Linked DNA regions of Rattus norvegicus: region 1 is linked to region 2. Evidence: chromatin contacts called from public Hi-C data. All regions are on one chromosome and are shown on one strand. Each heading gives the region's core, a stretch centred on a gene start, on an enhancer-like site or on the middle of the called end of the contact. The rest is flanking DNA. Distances are from core to core; before and after follow the strand shown.

Region 1 (3,257 bases), core at 642-3,141, 240 kb after region 2:
CTGAAAGATACAGGTTTCTAACCTGGATCTTAACATGGATATATTGAGGCATAGTGGCCACGGAAAGCTCAGGCCCAGGCAAGGTAGTACACGCCTTTAAACCCAGGAGACCGAGGCAAGCAGAACTTGAGTTCAAGTCCAGACTGGGACAGAGCAAGTTCCAAATCCAGGTGTGATGGTTCACACCTTTCATCTGGGCCACACCAGCTGGAGGCTCACATAAGAACATTGGAAGAAGGAAGGCTCACTCTTTTCCGCCTGCTTGTACTTACTTGCCAGCACATATGTTGAAACCTACTTCTTCAGGATTCCGGCTTACAGAAGAACAGCTGAAACACATAGCTGTGTGGGACTGAGAAACTACTAGACTCTTGGACTTCCCATTCACAGTTAGTTGTGCACTGTTGGGTTAGATGGACTATAAACTGTAAGTCATTACAATAAGTTCCCTTAATATATAGATGTTCCATAAGTTCTGTGACTCTAGAGAACCCTAATACAGATCTCTTAGATTTTGGGTGCTGGGAATTGAACTCAGGTCTCCTGGAAGAGCAGCAAATACTTTAATCACCAAGCCATGTCTGCAGTCCCCTACCTTGTCTCTCTCTCACTGGGAGTTGGGAGGCTTGCTGATTAGACCAGGCGAGCTGACTAGTGAGCCACAGGGATCCGTCGCCACACCTTGCTCTTTAACCTGGGTTCTGAGCATGAAAATTCAGGTCCTCATGCTTGTCTGTCAAGCACTTTACAGACTGGACTATCCCTTTTTCAACTCATGCACACATGATGACTACATTTGCCCCCCAAACAGCATATCTTAAAGGCCAGACTGGTAAATGCTCCCTTTAAACTTCAAGTCCTCCCCATCTCTGAAATAGGGAGTCCACCCACTATACCTAGACACAAGCCCCTTCCAGAATTAGTAGAAATCACAGGTGCACTGAAAGAGGAAAGCCACGCACATATCTCCACCCTCTTAGGACCCGGGGTAAGACCATGAGTGGGACATATGTTTCTACTGAAGCTCAAATAATCCAAGCCATTCCCCTGCCTTGAGGAAGGCAGTTCAAGTCTCCTCACCACAGCCTCACCTGAATAACTTGCAGCTGTTAGGTACTATGAAGACATTAGACGCTTGCCACCATTTGAGCAAGCCCCATATCCCTAGGCCTCAATGGCCAGAAGCTAGGCTCACAGGCTCACAGACCCCTATCATCTCTCTTACTTCTTTCTCCTGGGAGGTAGGTGCTGCAGGAAAATACATTTGCCGAGCAACTACTTCCCGTCAAGGTCTTTACCCTTGTAGAATTCACACACACCCCAAGTTAGGTCCTCTAGTATCCCTTTTGGACAGGAGTGGAGGTACCACTGGGCTAAATAGCTTGTATCTAGATCACTATTTGGGGATTCGCAGGCACTTAGTTAGGTCTTTGGTCCTCTAAGCTCAAGGAGCCCTCAGACCCTTTCTCCGGACCTAGTTCTCGAGATTCAGAGAAAAGCCCTCTCCCCATCAGCCAGCAAGTCTAAAGCCCTGTGAGGTGAGGACTAACCATGCCATCGGGCCGGACTAAAAACCGGGATGCAACGTCTCCAGCTCAGAACTCCAGATTTTGCCCGCGAGCGAGTCCTCAAGGAAGGCGGCCATGCCGCCATCGCCCTCCCTCCAGGCCCCGGGCTCCAAGCAACTCTCACCTCTCAGCCGACCCCGCCAACGGTCCCAACCGGCCGCCAGGAGCACGTGGAGCTGCAGCCGCCCAGCGAAGCACCGCCACCGGCTCGCCCAGCTTCCCCGCGCAGAACTCAATCCCGGCTAGCACGAGTCAATGCGCATGCGCATAGAGGCCAAGCCTCAAACGGAAGTGACGGCGCCGGAAGTTGCCGACGAGCTGCCGAGGGGGCGTTGTCGGAATGGTTCCGAGGCGGTTGGAGTCCTGCAGTTGACACCAGTTTGACGAGAACGAGTGTCAAGGAGGCGGCCGGGCGAGAGCGGCCTCCGTGGGTAAGGCGTCCTGGGACACTCGACTCGCGTGGGCTCCGGGTCAGCGCGGCTAGAGTGCGCGAGGCCCACTGACAGCGCGGTGTGATGGGGCCTGGCGGAGCACAAAGCTAAGATCCGTGCACTGGAGCGGGGCCTCCTCTTTCCTGCAGTCACCCTTGCTGCTGCGGTCTGCGCGCTCTTGGTGCCTGCGTCACCCCTAGATAGGAGAGGGGCCAGACCCCTTAGTCACGCCCTGCCTCATTCAGCGCATGGCCTTACGTACCTTGGTGTCCCATCGGTAGAATGCTATTATTGCAGCGCCTACTCCTCGGGACCTTGTAGGACTAAAAGATTTGTTTCATGTCAGGTGCTGGGTGGTCTTCTGCGGTTTAGTGGGTGCTCACTAGACGTTAGCTGTTCTCAACCTGAAAGACAGCATCTGGTATCCATTAGTTGTCATTATTGCTTAAAAGGTTGAATGAACGTCAAACAGGCAATGAACAGTATTGTGAGAAACATCGACCCAGGCATGGGCATTTGTTGGTGACTGGGAGGTTTCCTTCTGCTTGTTGTGACTCCTAACGCAAGGTACAACAGATGTGGTAGTTCAGATGAGAGAGATTTACTTTCTCACACTTCTAGAGGATGGATGGTCAGGAATGGGGTGTGTTCAAATTTGTTTGCTTTAGAGAACCGTCCTGGCTTACCAGTGGTCATTCTTGTTGTATCCCCGCACAATCTTCCCTCTGTGCCACTGCAGCACTGACATTTCTGCTGCAGAGCCCAACCGAATAGGCTGTTTTGAAAAAGCACAGTTCCCTTCCTAAAGGTCTAATTGCTACAGGTAAACCAAATTGTGAGGTTCTGGAGAATGCAACGGAATGCATAAAGAACCCATTTGAGTGGCATGGCCTTGTAACGTCAGAACTAGGGAGGTGAAGATAGGTGGATTCCTGGAGTTAGTGAGCCTCACATGTAAGTAAGAGACCCTTTCTCAAACAACAACAACAGCAAACCAAGGTGACCAGATAGCTCCTGAGGAACAATGCCTGGGGTTGGCTTCCACACATGTGCACCCATGTAGACACAAAACATGCACATAGGTCTGCACGTACACTCAGAAAAAGTCATAAAGATGGGCACAGTAGTTAACAGCTCCTGAGGACCCCTCTAAAGCTTGATATAAACAGTTCCATGGCAAACCTCCCACAGGTCATCCACCGGTGTTAACTACTTGGCAGTTACCCCACCAAACAGAAGGGACTTTGCTGTGGGAGCC
Region 2 (3,103 bases), core at 358-2,857:
GGTTCTTTTCTGTTGTTAACCATAGTAACTAACTATCAACTATCATTGTGTGTGGGGGGAGGCAGCCCCCTGAGGTCCTAAGTGGGATAGCCCATTTGAAGAGGGACCTTCAGGGATCCTGTCCTCAACAATAAGCAAGATAAGGGTGGGGTAGAAAGCCAGTTGGTTCCCCACGACAGCCATCGGGGTGACACAGGCTTTGGCACCCTCTCTGATAGAGCGCTCAGCTGCACTTGCATGTACGTATTGACCACCTGCATCCTGATGCCCTAGAGCTTGTCCAGTGGGAACCGGGGAAGTTTTAAGTTGGGTGGCGGTCACCTGATGCAATCTCAAACAAGGTTTTAATAGGTGATGAGGACTGTTGTTGCAGGGGGTGGGGGGGAGTACAGAGGGAAGCTGGCTAGTGGGTGAGGAAGGAGCCCATGACTGTGAAGTCCTTAGTGTGAAGGAGTGTGGCTGTCCCCCACTCTCTTCTGCTGACCCCTCCTGAACCTTAGGCCCCAGTCACATAGACTTTTTGTCTGTCCCCAGCATCAGCTATCTGTGCCTGCAGGAGGTGTCCCTGACTGATGACTAGCAGGTTAAGCAATCACCTGAGCTCTGTGAATCCCTGGCTGAGAACTAAGGCTGGTTTCTCTTGCCTGGGGTGGTTCCTGGTTCCCCCGGACAGCATTGTCTCCTTGCATTACACAAGACAGCACTGTCTCCTCTGGGACTGGATGCCTTCGGGTGCACGGGACAATCATGTCCCCAGTAGTTTCCCCTCTCACATTCTTTATCTCCATGTGTCCTTTCTACTACACACAGTTTCTCAGAGTCTTGTGTGGGGACTTGAACCCTGCCCCTCACCTCCTACGCATTCTTCATCCATCAAGCCCACTTCTGTCCCCTCCCAGCCTCTCAGAGCACAGAGTTCATGCAGCCTGTTCTGACTGTGGCTCACTGAAGACACTTCTCTGACTGACCCTGGAGCAAACTGGCCACAGAGTGAATTGATTCTCAGGCTATCCTGGTGTGTACAAGGTCATTGCCTCTTTATGTTTTTATTGGGACCGCTGGGACCACCCGACGTTGCTGCGCGCCGCTCTGCCCGTTTGCTCTTTGAGCAGCAGAACTGACTCTGCAGGACAATTAGAGAGAGATCAATATTTCATTTTGCCCTGGCAGAATGCAAGCTCAGATCACTCTCAAGACTTGCCCGTGGACACAGTTAAGAGGAAGAGTCAGCACTGGAACCTACCCAGCTTCTAAGGAGAAAGCCAATGAGTGACCTTTGGCCTTAACTCTTAGGAGGTTTCTCTGGGGTTCGTGCTGGCTGCCCCAACCAGAGTTCTGGCCTTGTTAGAGAGCGTGTGTGTGTGGGGGGGGTGGGGGTGGGGGGGCAAACAAAACAAAATGAAACCAAAGAAACCTTGGGTGTGACTGCGGGGAGAGCAGCTGCCCCAGTTGCTTAGGAGCAGGGGAACAACGCTGCTGGCTTCCTGTTCAGGCATGATCGCATAGCCACACTTCCTGCTCTGCCCTCCTTCCTGTGGACTCTGCCTCCTCACTGCAGAGATGCCCTGGCAAGTCCAGGGTCCTGGAGCCAGGAAGAAAAAAAAAACATGGATGCCAGGGAGCTTGCCCTAGCTTCCCTGATACATGACACCAGTGGCCCTGGGGAGCCGCCTGTGGGGCCACCTGTGGGGCGCCGGGGCTGGCGGCCGAGGAGGACAAAGGTAAATGCAGAGTGGCTTCTGTCCTGTGGGAAGTGCAGGCCTGGGTGGCTGCTGCGGGGTAGCGCTCAGCCTGTCTGGCAGCTACGGAGCCTGACACTTGGGAGCAGGAAGGCTGGAGTTTGAATTCTGTACTCCCTCCTGTTGCCCTTCGCTCTCTACCACCCCTGGCGTCCTGTTACAGCACCGAGGATGAGGTTCTGGTGGACAGCTGCCTCACGCTTGCTCAGGGCTGGCCGTCTTTTCTTTCCTAAGGCAGGCACAAACAGTAATGCTTTCGGTCACAGGTTTTTCTTCCCTGGGATCAGTGGGAAGAAGCGTGTGTGTGTGTGTGTGTGTGTGTGTGTGTGTGTGTGTGTGTGTGTGTGTGTGTAACCAGTCGGAAGAAGTGGGGGCAGGCTACACAAGAACAGTGAACCAACAGGCCACAGAGAAGCAGGGAGCCACCCTTTCCCCCAGAAGAGCGGCTGAGGCAGGAGATGACTTCCATTTGCCGTTCTCCCTTGCCTACCAGGAAACTTCCAGATGTGATGGGAGTAGTCCACCCTTAAGAAGCTCAGACTTGAGAGCCAGGGGGAGGAGGCAGGGTCTAGAAAAGAGGCTCAATATAGCTGGTGCCAGGCAGTTCAGGGGAAATGTTCTCTGAGCTCAGACCTGGATGGTACTTAAAGGAGAAAAGATGATGGAGATGGAGTACTTTTTAAGAGAGATCTGTTCAGTGAATCCTGTTCGACTCAAACTCCCACTAGTGCTTTCGGAGCTGTTTCATTTGGCAATGCCTATTCCTGAAGTGACGACCCCACCTCATCTTCCACCATGCCACCAGCACCTACCCAGGGCTGCCTCAGCAGCAGGCTTGGCACCAGACTCAGGAGACACGCAGCATAGCCCCAGCCCTCAGGATAAGCCCCACCCTCCGGAACCTGACACAGGACATGTGCCAGTGCCAGGCTCTCTTCTTCTTGTGCAATCCCCTTACGATGTAGATTCCCATTGTGAAGATGAGGAAGCTGGCCAAGGAGTGGCCATGTGACTGGCCAAAGCTTATACTGTGGAAGCTACAGGGTTAGGATCCAGAGTTGAATCAGAGATAAATATGAGAGATGAGGGGAGGCACATGGGTGGCTTTCGGGAGGCTTTTCAGAGGTAGGGGCTTTGACAATGGGTCTCGGGTAATGAGAGAGCCTCTAGGACTTTGGGTGGGGAGAGCTAAGATTGTCTGTCTTGCCAGAGGGTGAACCAGAGGGAAGTAAAGAGAGGAAGTAAAAGAGGATCTCTCTCTCCCTCTCCCCTCTCTCTCCTCCTTTTTTCCTTCCTTCTTTCCTTCCTTCCTTCCTTCCTTCCTTCCTTCCTTCCTTCCTTGCTTGCTTTCTTTTCTTTCGAAC

Evidence for each region. Hi-C and Micro-C count contacts between places; a contact is called where the count stands out from the background.
Region 1: a Hi-C map of Schwann cells shows a contact between it and region 2, with 4 times the contacts expected there. The contact joins the promoter of Zbtb49 here to the promoter of Slc2a9 in region 2. A contact is called at or near these places in 2 of 12 Hi-C or Micro-C datasets (the Rat2 cell line and Schwann cells).

What each region holds. Positions count from the first base shown.
Region 1 is chr14:76,801,115-76,804,371 of GRCr8, forward strand. Zbtb49 (zinc finger and BTB domain containing 49) reads left to right here and starts at 1,892. Exons shown (of 8, transcript NM_001394682.2): 1 at 1,892-1,999. Lyar (Ly1 antibody reactive) reads right to left here and starts at 1,651. Exons shown (of 9, transcript NM_001011911.1): 1 at 1,551-1,651.
Region 2 is chr14:76,559,348-76,562,450 of GRCr8, forward strand. It overlaps Slc2a9 (solute carrier family 2 member 9), which reads left to right and starts at 1,608. Exons shown (of 12, transcript NM_001191551.1): 1 at 1,608-1,721. The coding sequence starts at 1,608.